2 separate regions of the Mus musculus genome follow, and region 2 is linked to region 1. A link is a contact called in public promoter capture Hi-C data. All regions are on one chromosome and are shown on one strand. The core of a region is the stretch at or near the end of the contact, and the rest is flanking DNA. Distances in the headings are between cores, read along the strand shown.

Region 1 (5,294 bases), core at 2,785-5,284:
TTAAAGGACCAGTTGACTAGCAACTTGGTGAGGGGCGGGATGGGAGGTAGGGAGACCCTTTAAAGGGCTAAGTGCACAAGATAAACCATAGTGCGTGGTGAAGGGAGAAAACCAACTCCCATAAATTATCCTCTAACCAAGTTGGAGAAGCCAGAGTCCCACAGGTTGTTCTGACCCACACCTTGGCACATGCCCTTCCCCCCAATCAATAAATACTATATAATTTTTAAAACCAGAACCATCTAAGGCTACCCAGTTCCTGGGCAGATACCTGAAGGTTCTAAGTGAACACACTACAGATACTCACACACCCACGTATATGCATAGTAATAATACAGCTTATCAAATGGAATCAGCCTGGCGTAAAGAAAATGTGGTGTGGATACACAGCCTGAAAGACGAAATCATAGGAAAATAGGCGCAATTGGAAAACAGATCAAGTGAATAAGCCAGAATCACAAAAACAAGGACATCGTGCTTCTCTCCTGTGTGAATTTGTTGTGTTCAAGTTTACATGTGTGCACACACATATGTAGACATGTTACATATGAATATAGGACCTGATAAAAAAGGTGCCGATAAGAGAGAAGGATGTGATTTTAGGGAGGGAGAAAAGAGGAAGAGAGAGGGCAGGAGGGAACACTATTTGGGGTAAGTGAATCAGAAAGAAGATGGAGGCTAGGATAAGTGACTAATAAGTGCAAAGATACTACTGTAAGAATGTAACGATGACATCCGTTATAGCATGTTAATCTAAGAAACTAACTTAAATAGAACAATATAACTTTAAAGCTATCACATTAATTTAGATTTATGATACTATTAACATTAATACTTTTCTTTTTCTTTTCTTTTTATCTGTAGTCCTGTTGGCCTCAAACCCACTATACAGCCCAGGCTGGTGTAAAACTAGGAGTACTCCTCTTGCTTCAGCTTCCTGAAGTGGTGAAATCTCAGGGATGTGCCACAAGGCCCAGCTCATGATATTTTTAACTTTCTTACTTATTTTATCTCAAACAATAAAACAGTTTGAGGAACTTGATTAACCTTAAATGATTTGAGAAAACAAGCTTTTAAAAGTAACAAAGATTCTCAGCAAAATCTTACAAGTTCTCCAAAGGGTGAGTGTTCTTTTAAAATTCACTTACACGATACAATAAACGGTTATATATTACAGTCATGGAAAGCACACACCTAAAACACAAAATCAACTGTTCTTATAGTTAACTATGCTTCTGTGGTTTTGGATCAAGTTTCTCCTGCTAGCTAGTACGATTCAAAATGTTTTAACAACCACATTGTGTTTTATTGACTTATTTTTAAGGATATATTTATTTTTGTCTTATAGGTGTTTTCCCTGCGCGTGTGCAGGTGTACTGCCTGAATGGTTAGTTCCCAGGGATACTTTGGAACTAGTTACCATGTGGGTGCAGGTCTTCTGCAGAAGCAACAAGTGCCCTTCACCACAGGTCTCTCTCCCTAACTACCAACAACTAAGTCACATGGAAAACTGATTTTTAAAAAATTCACTAAATAATCACAGATTTATTTACTTCATTAAAACATATCCTGGAGTCTTCTAATTGGAAAAATGAGAGAGGACAGGAACTGCTTTATACTTGTTCTGCAAACTTGTTAGAAAAAAATAAATCTTAAAAAAATAAAGTATTTCATAAAAATCAAAAAGCTGCAGAAATAAAGTAAAATGTTAGCAAAATAAGAGTGGCTCTCAATAAACAAAGCAGGAAATTAACCTAACAGTATGTTAAGGATTAACATAGTTTGGCACTACTAACAAGTCTATCAAGCCAGCTGTGATGGGACATGTCAGTATTCAGGAAGCAGAAATAGCTAGGCATGCTACCTAGTCAAAGCTACCCTAGGAACTATACATCGACTAGAGTGAGGCTGTCTCAACAGATGGATGGATGGATGGATGGATGGATGGATGGATGGATGGAATAGTAGGCCGAGGGGCTGGGAATCACTGTCAGCAGATAACTGTACATAGGAGTTCCAAGGCAGCTGACACTACAGCCTCAAAGACAAAAGTAGGTAAAGAGGCTGAGAATGGAGCTTAGTGGAAGATGCGTGCCTAGTATATATAAGTCCTGGTTTCAATCCCTAACATTTAAAAGAGGGAAACATGAAAAACTTTGCAGAGTATTTAAATGATACCGCCTTAAACATTATTTATTTATTTATCCAAATTATTTAAATATGAACATTTTGTCTGCATGTATGTCTTAGTGCCTACAGAGACAGAAGAGATGCCCTGGAATTGAGTTAGGAGTTCATGAGTTGCCATGTGGGTGCTGGAAAAGCACCCAGTGTTCCTAACCATGGAGCCCCCTCCCCCGCCCATAAACATTTTGAATGCTCAATGTGCACAACATCCTAAAAGATAGGCACAATCTTCATTTTACAGATCGCAGCCAAAAAGTTATTTACTGACGTCGGAATAAAGAGTGGGCATCAATCTGGACATGTTCTCTTCGAGAACACCAACCAGTGCCAATGCTTAGTGCCTACATGCCGCCCTCAAGGTATGACAAACTCTCAGGCAACTTCTCTCTATTCACACTGCTGGCAAAACTTGATAGCAACAGGAATGACACAGACTTAAGAGCTGGATGAGGGCCGGGCAGATCTACAACCCCACAGTTTTCAAGGTGGAGACAGAAGATTCGAGACCACTAACTCAAAATCAAACACTAGCTGTCCAGAAAAGAAATTAATTTCAAGGGATTTTTTTAAGTGAAGAAAAGTTTAAAAACTGTAACCAGTGATTTTACTATGTGTACTATTTAAACACTACAACTTGTGTTTCAAGAATACAGGAGTTCCTTTTCCCTAAGATGGTAAGCTGTGCCTACATATGAACACATCACCCATGGGAAATTTCAATAGTATTTGGGGAAGCTGAAGGTTCCTATGTCGCTACAAGGAAGCCTTACGTGACAAAACCACACCCAGATGGAATGATTAAATCATAATTAATCTAATTAAATCATAAAATCAGTAAACAAGATTGCCCATTGCTTCCACGCAAGAAGTTCACGAGGCTTCCTATGCCCACCTCCCACTTTTTATAATAAACAGCAGACTTGGAGGTTCCCAGAAAGGCCAAGTTTCTGTAAATAATGGCTTCCCCCGGTGACGTTTACCAATTCCACACATAGTAACCACCTCCGAAAAAAAAAAAAAAGTGCCAAAAGAACAGAACTTAATTTGATACTTTCTGTACATTCTGTGTTAACTGGAGACCAGTGGACGGATAATCAGAATAGGTATAGTGGCCCGCGAAAGGTCAACACGCTGGCATGACTCAGTTTACACATATGCCAGTATACTAATATCTACCTCATAGTGGTTACAAGAGATATAATTAGGGTCTGCAAAGCATTTTGGAGGTCACAAGATTAAAGGCTGTCTCTGCGGTCACAACACGCATTTCCTGTAGATATTAAGCAAACTACGTTTTAAAAATACATTTAAAATGACTTCCAGCATATGTAATTAATTTTCTGCAGACAGCATCTCCTTCAGAGTACGCAATGATACTTTTCGGGGTGGGGACAGGGGGTCTTTTAGGAGAATGAATCAAGTCTCCGTATGTGCTTTCGTTTCCACTTCTGGGGGGGCCATTGGGCTAGCGACCCTTTGCCACCAGACAACCAATGCTGACGTTTCTCAACTTTGCGGTTGTCAGATCGATAGGGACCTGGAACGTCGCTTTTCCAGCTCTTCGGAAACGGGGTTTCAGCCCCCTCCGGCTGGATGGGCCGTAAGGGAGAAAATACACAGAAAACATCAACATGACACAAAGACGGTTGAAGGGTCCGGAGACGGAGGCCGGGGCCGTGCGGATCCGCAGGGTCAAACCCGGGCGGCGATGACTCAGGTGGGTAAGGGACACCCGCGGCGGCCTTCTGGAGGAACCTGGGCCCCGCGATGCCCTGCTCCACTCGCTCCGAGGCCGTTGCACTCACCGGCTGGTCGACGCCATCTTCGCGGCTCCGCCAACAGCTCCGTCCGAAGCAGGAAGCAGCACTGGCTCCTAGACGCCCCGAGCCGGGCTTTTATGCGCGAGTCGCTCGCGCGCACTCCGCGCGGCTACGGGTCGGGAGGAGGGCTAAAAAGCGCTCGGTCCTTGACGACGCGGGCTGTGTACTTCCTGGTTGTCTCCGCTGCTGCTGCGTGGCTCCCGGCTGCTGGTTGATTGGCAAAATCTTCAAAGCCTGGCGGGATAGCACACCCCTTTGATCTCCGGAGGCAGAGGCTGGAGGATCTCTGTGAGTTTAGAGGAACCTGATCCACACAGGGTGCTCCAGAACAGCCAGGAGGAGGGAGAGAGAGATAAAGAGAGAGAGACAGACAGACAGACAGACACAGACACACACAGTCTCAAACAAATCAAAACAAAAAATCAACCCAAGAAGACTCAGAATGTGCTGCGCCTGAGCTAGCTCTCAAACAGAGGAAATTAAAATGGGAGTTGCCTCCTCGGGTGATACTCTCAAGTATTCCTGCACCAAGAAGGTAGGAGGATCTGGAGTTAGACCTCGTCTCAAACAAAAAACACCTTTAAATAAACAAACACACAAAATAACCAACACACAAGGAAACCAGGTTGGTTGAAAGGGGCAAAGCGCTCGCACCAAATTCCTTTCCTTTATTTTCAAGTCAGTTTTCCCTATCTGATTGAATGTCTCATTTGCCCTGACTAAAGAATTTGGAATAAAAAGAGAAATTAGTTGTTGTCTTCAGGAGTAGGTATCAATTCAAGCTCTGTCATTGGCCAACATGATTCAAAGTTCCTACATGTCCTTTATCTCAACAGTGTAGGCATGGAGGGTATCTGGCTCACAAACCCTTCTAGAATTGCAAGAGACAGCCCTGCTATGACCCATGTTGTTGTTGTTCCCCAATCATCATCGAATATTTGACTGAAAACCGAGTATAGGAAATGTAATAAAACAGCTAACGTCTATACAAGGGCCTCACAAGGCAGGTCTTGGGGGTCACCCTTGTAATTCTAGAAGTTAGGGTGCAGAGGTGGGAGGTCATGAATCCCAAGCCAGCCTGACCTGCAGAACAAGACCTTGTCTCAGCTCCCGTCCTCTTACCTTAAGGCAACAGTGCTACTTTCTTGTAAATAAACCATTCCCAACAAAGTCTGAATTAAGGTAACTGCAAGTTGGGTGTCTTCCACTGAGATGAAAACTCAGTAAGCATTTTATTTGTTAATGGAAATCAAATGCCATTAAGCAGACATTTGTTGAAGTGGGAAT
Region 2 (5,051 bases), core at 1,711-4,210, 2.1 Mb before region 1:
ATTTTCATTATAAATCTGCGAAAAGAGAAACACGAACTCATTTCCAGACAGCATTATTATATGTTCTCTGCATTTTTTTTTAATATGAGAAAGCAAAAGAAAAACAGGCAAAATCCCTAAGTCGGCAAATTGCTTCCTTGTATTAATCTCCGTTCTGTTATTCAACAGGACACTTGAGAATGGGTCAGGTACGGAGGAAGCGTTTTGGAGGCTAAGAGGGCTAAGGTCCAGCGAGTGGCAGGTTCTGGCAAGGACACCACAGAGTTCCTGTACTTGATCCAGATCAAGGACCAGCCGGAGGCTGTGAGGAAGCACTCAGCACAATGCACCTTCACAGGAGCAAACTGATTCCAGTAAGAGTGACTCTGCCTCTATGCCTCCAGTAAGGGTCACTCTGTGGTCACAGCACAGTCATTTCCCAGCATGAATTCAAGACAGCCTGTAGAGAAAATAAGTCATATTCAAACCATACCAAAAGCCTAGTGGCAAATGAGTATTGCCTAGCATTTACACAAGACACGGAGTCTCTTTCTCGTATAAAATCTATCAGAGAAGTCCACATTCTCTTGTATCTTGGGCTGAGAACTACTGTTTACATGGGAACAAGAACTACTCTCCCGTGATTTCTAAGATTACAGTCTGGCTCTGCTTCTAAAACATATCCTGTGTCATATATAATTTGCAGATTGTCTGAAGTCTCAGGTATAGCGACATAAGCCTTCCATGTCAGCCCTTGGGAGGCTGAGGCAGGCAGATCTATGCAGAGCTCCAGTGTAGTCAGGTCTACTTAGCAAGACCCTGTCTCAAAGAAGGAAACTAAACTGAAGCTGAAAGGCCTGAGATGGAAGATCAAGGCTGCCCTGTCCGCAGCTGTAACCTAGAACAAATTCCCTCAAAGGAGCTTCAGCTTGCACAGAGGGCTTTCCTGATTCCCCTCCCCTTGGGAAATTATTTTCTGATTCTGAGTTCTCTGATGCTGTGCTATAGCTCTCTGCGGAACCTTCCCCACTCTCACTTGTATTTTGAATATTATTTTATTCCAACTTAATCCACGAAAAAAGTCTTCAAGTCCTTCAGGGGCAATGCCCACACTGACGGCATCCTACACTCATACAGAGCACCAGTAAGGGGCACAGACCATAGAGAAGCATGCTCATCTTTTGTGTGGGTGAAGGGCAACAAGAGATTTACTGGGTGGTGGAGGGTCACTTGCTATGGCAAGTGCTCTTTATTATGTTTCTCTTTTATTTAGTTAGTTACATTGGTTTGGGCTTTTTGCTTGTTTGTTTTGTTTTGTTTTCTGAGACAGTCTCATTACATATGTAATCCAGCAGTGTAGGACACCAGATGTTTCAGGCATTATTTTATTTAATGTTTGCAATGTTTTTGTTTTGTTTTGTTTGTTTTTAGAAAGATACTTGCTCTCCTCATTTTACAGCTATGGAAATTGGGAATGAGAGAGGCTAAGTTGTGATGGAGAGTTTTCTTGACAGAAGGAAAATGGTTGAGCTATTAAGGTGATACATTATGTATGCCCAAATTCACCCAAGATAAACAGATGGGGTGCCATAGCAGTGACTCAAGTAGATAGAAAGAAAAATGCTTATAGTGGGGACAGTGTGGGAAGATTTCACAGCCTTTATCAAGCTTGGACTGCAAGCTGGGACAGGCCCAATAGTTGAAGATAAGAACATGAAGGAAAGCTAAGTTTTCCCTGCAACCAGCTGGCTTTTCCCATAGCCTCGGGCAGCTCAGGGATTTCTCATTCCCAGCATAAACCCTGGAAGACTCTATTTACAGTTTTACAAATTAAAGCCATAAAAACAAATTTTAATTAGCAATCTTATGTCAGCATTGACACTTACAACAGCATGTGATGTTTAATAATAGTGTATAATTCTAGTTGAGTTTTTTAAGTGTCAAAGTCCTGCTTGAAGTGCTTTTCCTGCATTCTCTCATGTAGTACTCCCCAGATTGTATAACAGTTTTGTCACAGAGAAGATGAGAGTCTCCATTCCAGACAAGAGAATAGATTTCTCTTATGCTGTATTTTTAAGATTTTTTTTATCACTGTTAATTACATGTATGTGTGTATGACTGTGTGTGGTTGTGTGTGTATGAGTTCAGGTGCCAAAGCAGGCTAGAAGCGTTGAATTCCTGGAACCTAGGGTTACAGATGGATGGGAGTGCCTGGCTTGGTACTGGACACTGCAAGGGCACTGTGTGCTTAAGTGCTAACCCACAGCTCCATGTCCCACACCTGGGAATAAAAAGAAAAACACATTCTCATAATATTTCTGTCTTTAAAGAAACAAAATTTCTTACTACAGATGGCCCTAGGAAACTCTTTTCTTCTTCTTCTTCTTCTTCTTCTTCTTCTTCTTCTTCTTCTTCTTCTTCTTCTTCTTCTTCTTCTTCTTCTTCTTCTTCTTCTTCTTCTTCCTCTTCTTCTTCTTCTTCTGTTGTTTCTGGCTTTTCTTTTTAAAAGGGTCTACTCCATGTGTAACACAGCAATATAAGGCCCCATGCCCTGCTTCAGGAGTTATTACATTTAATCTTCACAACATTCCTTTTTAAAGACCTCATTGACCTCGTTTTGAGTCAGAAAAATTGAGGCTGAGAGAGAAGTTATACTCAGAAAAATAATCTCTTGCTAACAAAATATTTAAAATCTAGTAAGAAGATGTGTTATGTTGGTAAGATGAGCTTAAGCAACAAGACAGAGTACAACAGTGACTCGGGAAAGGTAAAAAACTTTAAGATACTCCAAGAAAAATAATGTGGGAGGATCTTACAGATAAGGTACATCAAGCCTGGGCTGGCACAGTGGAATACTGTCAACAGTTGGAGAAAAGGAAAGTCCCAAGAGATATCAGCATTTCTATCAAATTATGCAAATATTCTGGCCGTGATTCAAATTCCCGAGCGAGGCACACACATAAATGCCCTTCTGTGCTGCTCCTTCTCACTGGAGCAGTGCGACCATGGTGCCAGGGCTGCAGGTCCTTCTGTTCCTCACCCTGCATCTCCTGCAGAACACAGAGAGCTCCATGGTGCATCTCAACAGCAATGGATACGAGGGTGTGGTCATTGCCATTAACCCCAGTGTGCCAGAGGACGAAAGGCTCATCCCAAGCATAAAGGTAAGAAGGGGTTTTATTGTCAGGTCAATAATTCTGTTGCCTGCACATCCAAACTCACACACACAGTTACACACTCACACACACAGTTACACACTCACACACACGGTTTTACCCTCCCAAGGGGCGCTTTGACCGTCTTCATCATGCCTGCAGTATTATCTTCAGTCATGATGGGAATCTGCCTAGCATTATATTTTATTATATAATAAAATCTGTGTTTAACCTGTTAATAATTTATTAACTTGATAAGGTAAGAGACTTCAGAAGAAGAAGAGTTCTCACACTTTATCTTAGTAATGTTGGTTTACACAGTCTATACAGCAAATGTCCTGCCCACTCCTCCAGCTGCTCCTACGTGCTCAACTTTGGAAAACCGAAAATCCTTACCTATCTTACCTTGAAGGAAAACTTACACATGCTTAAAGCTGATGTGTTTCTAATTGCACTTGTTTAATAAAAATGTTTGCATCCTGTGTACTTTGTCCATAGGTCCTTGCAACATCTCCATGCAGTGCTTAGGAGCAGAAGGCTGGGTTCCTCTAAAAATTGAATGAATTATTTGTAGGATTGTAGCAAGTAGCAGGCAGAAGCAAACCAGTCTTATTTGTCTTTATTATTAGCTCTTGAGCCATGCCAGAGTGACTCAATGGGTTATAAATATAGCTGTGTATACATATGTGTAACAATAATAATTGAAGATGAGGTCGTGAATTTGTTAGGGAGAGTGAGGGTTGTGGGAGGAATGGGGGAAGGGTGTAGACACATTCGTATATAAAGTTTACCCAAAAAATGTGTGTTTTTTTAATAATCTGGTCATTTATTTATATGCTCTACTTGGGCAGTAACTCAAAATAAAACAAAAGCAATTTTAATTAACATAGAATATAATAATTACCAGACCTTAAGTTCCCTGTGAGTTTGAACAATGCAATTGTAAAAAAAATTGATTAACACACCACTTGCCTGCAGACTTCTGACTTTCATCCCTGTTATGCCTCACGTCGCATCTCCAATCCAACTGCCACCTGGAGGGGTGGGCAGGTGAAGGTCAGGGTTAGCTTTGGGCATGTGGAAATGAGTTTACGGATCCAAGAGATTCAGTTAAATGTATCCCAGTTTTTCAGTTACTCTGTGCACACACACTTGAGGAAGAGGAGCCTCCGTTTGCTTCTTCTGGTTTATGTATAGATGATTTATGCTCAGTTTGTTTCGAGATTGCTACCACAATGCACTTTTCATTTTCTCAGGAAATGGTAACTCAAGCTTCTACCTACCTGTTTGAAGCCAGCCAAGGAAGAGTTTATTTCAGGAACATAAGCATATTAGTCCCGATGACCTGGAAGTCAAAATCTGAGTACTTAATGCCAAAACGAGAATCGTACGACAAAGTAGGTTTCCTGTCCAGCTCCTAAACTGTTTCTTGTGGGTTTCCAAATGAATGTTTACAAGGTTTGATAATTGTTAACCATTAAGTTAGTAATAAGTATTAAAACTTTTTGTTGCTTTTGTGTGCTTGTGTGTACATCTGTGTGGACTATGTGTACACATTCACATGTTTGTGTATGTGTGTGGAAGCACACACATGCTCTCCCCAAGTGTGTGTGTGTGTGTGTGTGTGTGTGTGTGTGTGTGTGTGTGTGATCATGTAGGAGTCAGAGGTTAATATTAGGTGGTTTCCTCTATTTGCTTTGGACCTTTAACTTTTAAAGACAAGGTCTGTTACTGAACCTGAGAGTCATCAATTTGGGTAGGCTAGCTAGAGAACAATCTCTGGTAGTCTGTCTGTCTCTACCACTTCTCCAGTGGGGTTACAAACACACGTCACCATGCCCAGCTTTTGAGTGGGTATTGGGACCGAAACTCCCGTTCTTGTGCATAAACAGAAAGCACTTTACCCACGGAGCCCTC

The links. Promoter capture Hi-C pulls out the DNA fragments that hold promoters and counts their contacts.
Region 2: a contact with region 1 is called in a promoter capture Hi-C map of hippocampal neurons, with 4 times the contacts expected there. The contact joins the promoter of Clca3a2 here to the promoter of Gtf2b in region 1. A contact is called at or near these places in 1 of 39 promoter capture datasets (hippocampal neurons) and 1 of 115 datasets of contacts at active chromatin or transcription factors (astrocytes).

What each region holds. Positions count from the first base shown.
Region 1 is chr3:142,763,987-142,769,280 of GRCm38.p6, reverse strand. It overlaps Gtf2b (general transcription factor IIB), which reads right to left and starts at 4,034. Exons shown (of 7, transcript NM_145546.1): 1 at 3,993-4,034. The coding sequence starts at 4,009.
Region 2 is chr3:144,817,403-144,822,453 of GRCm38.p6, reverse strand. Clca3a2 (chloride channel accessory 3A2) reads left to right here and starts at 2,960. Exons shown (of 14, transcript NM_030601.3): 1 at 2,960-3,143; 2 at 4,391-4,531. The coding sequence starts at 2,985.